Regions from separate parts of the Hordeum vulgare genome. Here region 2 is linked to region 1. The links are chromatin contacts, called in public Hi-C maps. All regions are on one chromosome and are shown on one strand. The core of a region is the stretch at or near the end of the contact, and the rest is flanking DNA. Distances in the headings are between cores, read along the strand shown. Region 1 holds the start of LOC123447993 (protein ROH1-like). Region 2 holds the start of LOC123447995.

Evidence for each region. Hi-C and Micro-C count contacts between places; a contact is called where the count stands out from the background.
Region 2: a Hi-C map of leaf shows a contact between it and region 1, with 5 times the contacts expected there. The contact joins the promoter of LOC123447995 here to the promoter of LOC123447993 in region 1. A contact is called at or near these places in 2 of 6 Hi-C or Micro-C datasets (leaf and seedling).

Annotation. Positions count from the first base shown.
Region 1 is chr4H:92,986,613-92,992,027 of MorexV3_pseudomolecules_assembly, reverse strand. It overlaps LOC123447993 (protein ROH1-like), which reads left to right and starts at 2,665. Exons shown (of 1, transcript XM_045124749.1): 1 at 2,665-4,830. The coding sequence starts at 3,232. The coding sequence ends at 4,458.
Region 2 is chr4H:93,883,108-93,888,522 of MorexV3_pseudomolecules_assembly, reverse strand. It overlaps LOC123447995, which reads left to right and starts at 2,737. Exons shown (of 3, transcript XM_045124753.1): 1 at 2,737-2,903; 2 at 4,213-5,415. The coding sequence starts at 4,305.

The sequences.
Region 1 (5,415 bases), core at 1,416-3,915:
AAGTTGAGACACATTGCATAATAAGATTTACCCAGTCTTGATGGAATCCGAGCCTCAACATAATCCCCTTCAGAAAAGGCCACTCAACTCTGTCATACGCTTTATGCATATCAAGCTTAATAGCACACAATCCCTCTTTACCTTGGCTTTTATTCTTGATGGTGTGAAAACACTCATAAGTAGGGGATGGCAATGGGTCGGGTTTGGAGCGGGTGGAGCTGGTCCAAATCCAACCCATGACCCATATTCCTATCCTCTATCCATCCACCAAAGTATCCATGGGCACAAAATGTGCCCATGCCCAAACCCATTGGATATCCAGATATCCATGAAGCTCCATGGGCATAGAAAAATCAACATCAAGCCTTCCCAAAGATCAAATTAACTCTTCATCGTTTGTTAACTAAGATTAGGTTTAATAATTATGTTAGTGCAGTTGTGGGGGATTAGGGAAGATGGGTCAGACTTTGACCTTCTCTGACTATGATTGACTTGGGGTTGAATATTTTCTTAGTTTAGTGTCACTACCATAGGGGGCCATGTGTCATATGGTTATCCACTGGATATCCATGGAGCAACAATTAAATTTGTGCCCAACCGAGCTGGTCGTGGGTATCCATATCCACGGATCCATGAACAGAAATGCACTCCATACCCTTGCCCAACTGGGTAGGGTATGCACGGGTATCCAGATCCATGAATAAAATTGCCATCCCTACTCATAAGCCACTAGCATTCTGAACTCTTCATGAAATTAGATTCTCAAACTTGGACTTGTGATAGTCCGTTATGTCCCACTCCTATATACGAGGCCCGGGAACGGCCCGCTCAGGCCCGTTTCCATCCTGAGACGGGAGTTCGGTCTCGATCCTTGGGATAAAACAAGTTGACCTGGGTGAGCTGCTGCAGCTAATTAAAATCCTCTGTTGAGAAAATCCCTGCACTACCAGAAGCGACCGGTTCCTCCCCGCTAAAAGAAACGACCATTTCCGCCACACAGCCACAACACAAACCCGTCACCATCGCACGTACTACTACTACTCCTCGCAGTGCCGCCAGCAAGCTGCAGCGCTCCGGCGCAGTCAGCCGTTCAACGTGGCCCGCGCTCCAGCCCCCACCACCGGCGACCACTTCCGCACCGTCGCCCCCCGCCCACTGCGCCCCGGGCCCACCTCCGCCGCGGGCCCACGGGCGGTCAAACCGGGCCAGGCCGCGTAGGCCGCGTGACCCGCAGCCCACCGCAGCCGCGTGCCCGTCCGTGCCCGTGCGGCCGATGGATGAACATCTTTCCTCGCCCCCAAACTACCCCCGGGTCGGTGGCTCTCGGTAGAACGGCGCTCGGGGGCAGGCCCGTCAGGCCCGCGCCGCGGGCGACGTGGGAACGTTCCGTCCGCGTGCACGCGGCCGGGGGGCCCCGCATGGCGGCGTCCTCCCGCCACGGCCCCGGCCCCGGCGCCGGCGCGTCGCCCGCGCGTCGGCCGCGTACGCCTCGGTTTCTTTTACGTTTACTATACCCTTTTATTTATGTTCTGTTCCGTTCCTTTACGTTTTCTAATCGCCAGCGATCGTGCGCGCGCGCGCGCGAGCGCGAGGAGACTGGCTGACCGGGCAACTGGAACTGTGTTGGATTGGTCTGATGGTTTCTTAATCTCCTTCGCGAGTGCGCGTCCTTGGCCTCTTTTGCATGCCCGACCGCATGGATTGCTGGTTTTGCATGTTGGTCGCCGGTACCGTGTCATGTCGACCCTTGAGATTTTTTTAATTGACGATTGATCTTTGATAAAAAGAAATAAGTGTGAAACAGTGTGTTACTCAACTCATAATGTTCATAGAATCAATCTTTGATAATTGATATGTACAAAGAACATGTCTTGTTTTTTTTCATGTCTTGGGTCGATTTTCTTGTCACGGTAAATAATTGAATGATCTTCGTTCCCCCATCAAGGTTTCGACCCGTATGCGGATTTAAGCACCGCCGCCACCAGGAGTTGAATGATGATGGTGTCATCGGCGTGATAGTCTTGATTGGATGAGCCGAACATACCTCGTTGGTGAAGGAATGATCACGTCGTAGGCGGACACCATTTTTCAAGTGGATCATGAAGAGGCTGCTGGTTGCGCGTTGTCTCACCATCCATGAAAACAATATTCCTGATTGTCCCTAAATTAGAAATCTCATTTTGGAACATAAGGAATTTAAGTGAGAATCTTTGCACGAAGCATGAGCCAAGAAAAAAAAGTTGCATTTTAGCTCTCCTTCCGACCGAAAAGGAAAGGTGTGATCAACGAATTGCATTGCATATGATGTACGGATTTTTCCGAATAGGAATTTGATGTGGCAAGTTTTAGACTGATTGGTGCCGCCACCATGCTCATTAAGGATGAAATAGCGCATGGCCTGCCAAAGGTCCACAAAATCAGTGGTGTCTTGTTCGATGCCAACATTTTGGAGGGCACTAATCGAATTGTAGGCATAAAGCTCCTTTTCGATCGAACAATCTTTCCTAGTTCGTCGGTCTTCAAGATGTACATCAAATGTTTCGTGTTTTTTTTTTTAATTTTCTTGTAATTTGGATGAAAATTTTGTTTTCTTTGTCAACTGAATGAGCTATGTGCCTCCATCAAGGTCCCTCGAAACACACGGAAGCTATTGCCTCGCTATGAGCATCATATTAACCATTTGATGGTACAGTATAATCTTCCAAGATTGCAGTACTTGACAAATTTCTGCCTAAAATCAAGCATCATTTGCTTGCAAAACCATGGAAGATAGGCCTAGCTGAATCTTTCAAAATGCGGTCCACTTGAAAGGAGCTTGTCAGCAATTACTAATCTTTCAAAGGACCATTTACAAAAGAATCAAATAAAGCTAAACAAAAACCAGAAACATTCTAATTCCAAAAGAATATTACCACCTGCAACAAAAAAGACCACAGCCCACCACTAAACTAGTTGTCTAATTCAACAGGTGTAAGTGGTTAGCCTGGAACCCTTCCCCAATCCCAAAATCACCATTCAGTAGTAAATTAATCGCCTCCCTAATCCCAACCCCATACATATATACGCGCACCCACACCCATCAACAACACCGCACCTCACCGCAGCTTCATCGCAAATCCAAAACAAAACGCCTCCGCCGACGACCCGCACCCGCGCCCGATAGCTCCCCTCCTCCGCGGCCCGCTTCGCCTTCTCCGGCGAGAAACCCCCACACCGGTCTCACCGGCGGCCATGCCGGCTACGGACTACCAGGGCTCCTCCTCCTCCTCCCACTCCCCGTTCGCCTCCTTCGGCCGCTCGCTGCTGTCCCGGACCCGGGACACCCCGGCGTCCCCCGCCATGCTTCCGTCCGGCGGGGAGGCCGAGGCCGAGGCGTTCCAGCGGCGCGTCGCCGTCAGCCTCGCGGAGCTGGGGGACGGGGAGGGGTTCCTCTCCGTCGCGTGGATCCGGCGGCTCCTCGAGGCGTTCCTGCTCTGCCAGGAGGAGTTCCGGGCGGTGGTGGCCGAGGTGCGGCGCCGCGGCGGTGGAGGTGCGCAGGCGGAGAGGCTGGTGGGCGAGTACCACGAGCGCGCGGTGAAGGCCCTCGACGTGTGCAACGCCGCCCGCGACGGGGTTGACCAGGTCCGGCGCTGGGGTCGGCTCGCCGGCATCGCGGCGTCCGTGCTGCTCGCCCCCGGGGAGATCCACGAGGGCCAGCTCCGCCGCGCGAGGAAGGCGCTGTCCGACCTCTCGATCCTCCTCGTCGACGACGCGGCCGCCGCCGGGGGCGGGGGCGGCGTCGCCTCCTTCCTCGCCTCCCACCGCAACCGCTCCTTCGGCCGCGGGAGCCGCGCTTCCCCGTCTCGCGCGTCCTCCGCCTCGTCCTCTTCCTCCTCCTCCTCGCACTTCCGCTCGCTCTCGTGGAGCGTGTCCCGCACCTGGTCGGCGTCGCGGCAGCTGCAGGCCATCGGGTCCGGCCTGGCGGCGCCGCGCGCGCACGAGGCGGGCCTCGCCGCTCCTGTCTACGCAATGGGATGCCTGCTGCACCTCGCTTCGTGGGCGCTCGTCGCGGCCGTCCCGTGCCCAGACCGCGTCGCGGCGCTCCAGGCGCACCACCTCCCCGCCGCGCCGCCACGCGGGGCATTCGCGTGGGCGCCGCCGCTCCTGGCGCTCCAGGACCGGCTCACCGAGGAGGGGAAGCGCAAGGACAGGCGCAATTCCTGCGGCCTCCTCAAGGAAATCCACGCGCTTGAGAAGTGCGCGCAGAGGCTCGCCGAGGCGATCGACGCAGCGCCCATCCCGCTCACCGGAGAGAGGGAGGCCGCGGTGCGGGAGGCCGCCACGGAGCTCGCCGCCGTGTGCAGCGCCATGAAGGACGGCCTGGAGCCGCTGGAGAGGCAGGTCCGGGAGGTGTTCCACCGCATTGTGCGCAGCCGCATGGAGGGCCTCGACTCGCCGATGCCCAACGCCGCCGACTGAACCATCCGTCATCAAGAATCCGCATTTTGGCCGCGCGCTGCGGCGGTGATAGGTAGCTCCTCTCCTGTCCGTGGTTTCTGGTCACCCGTGATCTGTCTCGCAGTCAGTAGTAGTAGTATAAGTTTACAATGTGTATCGTGCTGTAAAGGAAAGGGGAAAGGGAAGGAACCATCTTTCTGCAAAGATTTATTCCTTCTTCTCATGTTTTGATGCTGCATTTGGTGTGTGTATCATCAGATTTTTGTTAGTCGTCGTCTACGACATGTGTGCGCGGCTAATTCTTGAGCTGCTTGCGTCTGCGAGATCGCTTGCTCTGATGTTAGAATGTGTCACAGAAAGAAGGAAAAAGAAGAAGAAAATTACTGGAGTGAATAGCTTCTGTGTTGTTCTTGACTCTCTATGATGTCCACATTCTCATTTTTCGTGTCATCTGGAACATTTTCAGTTTGAACGTTAGCTTAAGGCATTGTACTCTTTGTACATAGAAATGCCGCACTTAAAAATGTCCCCACAAAACAAATTGTTTTCGAGCTCTCCATATGTGGATTGTATGTGTGCCTATCAGGAGTAAAAAGAACATTTGAGGGTAAAAATTCCCAGCATGTATAGCTTTTTCAGTTAATAAAGTAGTCTGTAGAGTGATAAATTGCAGAATACAAACGCTTCAATTAAATCTGAATAGCAAGAGGACAATAGCATGAAAGGGCTTATGATCAAGAGCTTCTACAGCGTAATAAAATCCCCACCATGTATAGCTTCTACAGACCCCGGTTAATAAAATAGCATGTGTAGAGTAACAAAGAAACAATTTGATTGATGTCTCCTTTGTTCATGTGATAGGAATATCGTTGGAACAGAAAAAACCTATAGAAAATGAGATGGCGTACATCTCATCGTAAAGGAAAAGAGACGCCATTTGATGTCATACGATCAGAATTTTTTCTGTGAAATACTTAT
Region 2 (5,415 bases), core at 1,488-3,987, 900 kb before region 1:
AGGAGAAGGCAGACGATGTGGTTCGGTGTGCAGAAAAACCATGAGAAAAAACCCCACTGATGTGACATGCTAGTCGGACCTTACAATTGAGATCCATTGGTCAAAACGCTCATAAATTTTTAAACAGGGTAAATTATGGCAACACTTTTGCTAAATGGGGTAAAAATGGATGAAATCCCGTTAAATGGGGTAAGTAGTGTCAAAAATGTCAAAATAGGGGGTAAAAACCAGAATTCACTCTATTAATAACTAAAGTCAACAAACCAGCGTCGTTGCAATAGCGTTGACCAGGGAGCCTCGAATGGGACAGGCGAGGATTAGTAACACTTTCTTAATGGTGTATGTTACCTCACACATGTTAGCGGCAATGGGGTTGTGGATGCATGTGGTTAGGGGGACGTGATTACCTATCAGTTTAAAGGAGTCGTAATCTTCCTTATTGGCAGAGGGTTGTGAATCCTTTATCGCCAGGAGGGTGTGAATCATTATTTGTAATGGGGTCGTATAATACATATAGGTTCTTTAGAGAGGGGAACCGACACAAAGGATGAAAACCTCGGATCTTAGATCCGACCACACATCTTGGACGTGCAAGATTAGAGACCTGGCAAAAGGGCTAAGTTAATCGCTCGTGGGTAAAGTAGCGCACCTCCATAGAGTCTAATGAATTGTGGCTTGTCACTACATAATCTGGGAAAGATCCGCGAACATGATAGGGAAGGAGTCTATTAGAGATTCTAGCAACCTGTGAAGTTTGATAGCTAAATGTTTCAAGTAAAACTTGACGCAACAGATATTTTCCAAAATCATTGCTAAGATCTATTTGGAATCAGTAGTAGCTATAGTGCATCTCCACTCACGATATCTATGAACTTGTTGAGTACCTTATGTACTCATCCGTTGTATTCTAAATCCTCTCTAGACTCTAAATATTCGTAGGATATGCCAAATGACCCTAATGTTGCCGGAGAATACTTCTACGAGAAACCAGACCTTTTCGAAGGAGTCGACTACATCATCGCCAATGGAGCCAACATCGGAGGAGAAGTGCCAGAGCTACAATGACAGGAGTAATGTAGACTTAGTAGTTACAGCCAGACTGATCATGTGGGACATGGTCTGAACTCAGTAAGCGATTGCAGGATCAATAGTGGTACCCCGCATATTGGTACCAATAGTTTGAATCGTTTGAACATTGGATCTTTGTTTGAATAAAATGTTGTAATATAATGATGGTTTGGACCCGCTATGTTTCCGTTTTATACTCTGAGGGATATAAGGTTCGTGAGACGGTGTCTTATGGACGTTATATCAACGACATGTATACTACACGATTCAGTGGTATGCTGGGTCACCGCAACGAGACATCTTCCAGGACCTTCTGCCCCCGTTCCCCCTGTCACACCAACGCGCGTGCCAACTTCACGCAACCCTAACGTCGCACGTCGTTGCCCTCGTGCGCCCTCCCCCCTATCTGGGAAGTCTGACCGAACATATAAAGAGGAAGTGTGGGTCCAACTTCTAAAAGCTTATGTGATTTTCTCGTGCTCGTGGGAAGGATATGCTCTTGTGTGGCATAGTATACTCATTAATTTCGATTTAACAAGCTAGCTTTCAAGATCTTCTGTTCGTGCCACACCAATGCATCTACCAACTTCAGGCAACCCGAATGGACGCTCAGTGACTGACACCCGGGACCCGATGTGTCGTGTCCCACCTCCCATCAATAACCCACTGAGTTCCACCGGTACAAAACAACATACATCTTTCACTTCGAGCCATCCACTCGAGCACACTCGTTGGCCTTTGTCCTCGTGTGCCATACCTCATGCTCGGGTTTTCCGACTGGGCATAGAGGGAGGAGATGTGGGGCCGGTTTCTAGAAGCTCTATGTAATTTTCTCGTGCTCGTGAGAAGGATATCGTCTCGAGTGGCATACTCATTAATTTTGGTTTAACGAGTCAACTTTCGGAACCTTTCGTTACTGCCACACCAACACACATGCCAACTTCACGCAACCCTAACATTGTCCATCATTTCCCTCCCTCATGTCCGGGTTGTCCGACCGGACATATAAGGAGGAAGTGTGGGTCCAACTTCTACAAACTTCAAATATGTGATTTGCTCATGCCGGTGGAAATGATGTGCTCTCGTGTGGCATAGTATACTCATTAATTATGATGTCAGCTTCCAGGGCCTTCCGTTCATGCTACACCAACGCACCCCCAATTGCACGCGACCCGAGTGGATGTTCAGTGAGTGACACCCAGGCCCCATTGTGTCATGTCCCACATGTCATCAACAACCCACCGAATTCTAGCGAAACATAACACATTTTTTCGCTTTGAGCCAGCTAGTAGAACACACTCATCGGGTGTTGTCCTCGCGTGCCATCCCTCGTGTCCGGGTTGTCTGCCGAACATAGAAAGAGGAGGTGTGGGGTCGGTTTCTAGAAGCTCTAAATATGTACTTTTCTCGTGCTCTAGGGAAGGATATCCTCATGAGTGGCATACTCATTAATTTCAATTTAACGAGTCAACTTTCCGGACCTTCCAGAACCTTCCGTTACTGCCACACCAACGCACCCGCCAATTTCACGCAGCCCGAATGGACTCTGAGTGTCTGACACCTAGGACCCGCTGTGTCGTGCCCCACCAGTCATCAACAGCCCACCGAATTCCACCTGTACGTAACAACACGCAGCGTTTTGCTTTGAGCCAGCCATCAGAGCACACACCTCGGCCCTTTTAAGTCCTCCTGTTCGACACACGCCCACGACGGCCAGGAGAAAGAGAGGGAGAGAGAGAGGGAGAGCTTGACCCTGGAAGGCTGGAGGTGGGAGAGTGTCTGCCAGCCCTCCATCGAGTCCCCGCGATTCCTCCTGCCGCCGCCAGAACTCGATCGTGAGCTCTTCTCCCACCCTTTTCCTTTTCGCAGCGGGGTGATTATTTCCTGTTTGGGGGAAGAAAAAAACCCCCGCCCATTTCTTGTTTCTCAGTCCGATACGCTGTCCGTGGTGCCGCCGTGTAGCCAAAAATCCTGGATGAATTAGGAGCTAAGTTTAATCTGCCCCTTTGCCCCCGGAAGGAGTCAGGCCTATGCTGGATCTTGCGGCGCAGGTGTGATTTCTGATGTTCCAGGCGATGTAATTTTGGCCCGGAGATTTATGCCTCGTGCCGCAACCCTGGGCGCGTGCTCGGCTGTACGAATTGGATGATTGGTGTGTTGGGTAAATGGGTGCTATTCGGTAGTTATTTGTTTGCGTAGCGTCGGTGAGTGCTTCTGAGCATCGCCAACAGTTCCTGTAAAAAAACTCCCCCTAAATATGGTTTTGCAGGTATCCATATAATATAGTAGGAGAGGTTGACATGTGAGCTGCAGTTCCGTAATAATCTTCCCCTAAAAATGGTATTTGGTGGCGGTGCGGCGGCGACGGCGGACAGCGGATCACGGTGGTTGGCAGGGGCGGGGCGCGGGTGGGCAGTGTGACGACGACGGTCAGCAACGATGGTCTGCGGCGGGCGGGCGGTGTGACTGCGATGGTCGGTGTCGGCAGCGGTGGCCTGGGGTGGCGGCGCGGTGGATTCCAGTTGCGGCTTGCCGATGTGACTGTTTTATGTGAATGTTTAGGGGAAGAGCCATCTCCCCCTAGATGGAGGGGGAGTTGGGACTGTTGGAGCACTTTTTTTTTTTTGGCTCAACTCCCCCTAAACCGGATTTTTTTACGGGAAAGAGTAACTATTGGTGATGCTCGACGATTACCCGCTTAAGCATTGAGTTCCAGTTTGCTGTCAATAACTGTGCTCCCTTACCTGAAGCGTGAAATACCATGACACTTGCTAGCACCAGTGGTAGTTCGTTACTACAGCACTGGCAAATCCCTGCAAATTTTATTGTTAGACCTGATTGCCTAATTCGGTGTAGTTCAGAGTACTGTATTTTAAGTGCTCCAGAGGTCGTTTTAATTGCTTTTGCGATTATTGCCGTTCCAGCCAGGAGACCGGAGTTGCATTTGCACAATGCTAGTATATTCAATCTCACATGATGTGCCAGTCGAGTGTGTTGAAGAGTACCTTATTGGATTATTTTTTAGGTGTTCCTGATGAAATTCAACCTCTTATCTATTTGTTCAGCAACATTGAGAAATATACAGCTGTGCAAATATACATTTCCGTCCGGGGCTTTAATAATTTCTCCAAATTTACTATGCAGGGTGATATTGAAGTGAAGACATGTGACGTCTCCTCTACGTTTTGTATGGTATTGACAAGAGGTACGGACACCTGGGTGATCTTTCTGGGAAAATGGAAAGCAGCAACCTACCTACTGGAAACATGATGCAAGGAACTCCTTATGGTAGTTTGAATGTACATGGTAACTCCATGCAAATGCATGCTTCAAGCTCAGGAAAACAGCTATTCAACCAGTCTCAGATGCTAGGGAGTTTTGCAATGCCTATCAACCGGGCTACAGAGCCTCATAACCATGGATTTCAATTTGGAGAACATGAAAAAAGGGATCACCACCACCACCACCAGCACAGTCATCACTCAAAGAACTCAATCAGTGATGAGGAGGAGCATGATATGACTGAGGATGTTACTGATACCCAGAATGGCAAAGGAAAGAAGGGTTCAGCATGGCATCGGATGAAGTGGACAGGTTCGATGGTTAAACTTTTGATTACCGCAGCATCTTACACAGGGGAGGATCCTGGGGCGGATCTAGGCGGAAGGAGGAACATTACAATAGTGCAGAAGAAGGGTAAATGGAAAGCAATATCAAAGGTCATGGGCGAAAGAGGCTGCAGTGTGTCACCACAACAGTGCGAGGATAAGTTCAATGACCTCAACAAGAGATATAAAAGGCTTACAGATATCCTTGGTCGTGGCACTGCTTGCTGTGTTGTGGAAAATCCAGCACTTCTTGATAGCATGCATAATCTTTCTGATAAGATGAAAGAAGATGCAAGGAAGATATTGAACTCTAAGCACTTATTCTATGAGCAGATGTGTTCCTATCATAACAACAACCGTGTGAATTTACCTGAAGATCCCGCACTTCAGCACTCACTACAGGTTGCTCTTAGATGTAAAGAGGAGCATGATCTGAGGAGGGATACAAGTGGAGATCTTGAAGAGGATGAGCAGAGTGCAGATTCTGATTACGAGGAGCATGATGAAGAGCGTCAAACAGTTCATACCAACTTGAGGGATTCTTCCATGAATAAAAGAATGTGTCATGCGGTGGATCATGGTGATGTGGGTTTTGTCACCTCAAGCTCAAACGGTGTTAGTGGGAGGTTCGATCCGCATGGCATCACATTGGATATGAACAATGCTTTTCCAGGTGGCGCCAACTTGTCTTTTGTGCAGAAGGACTTGACTTCACAACTAGTAGAGCTTCAGAAACATC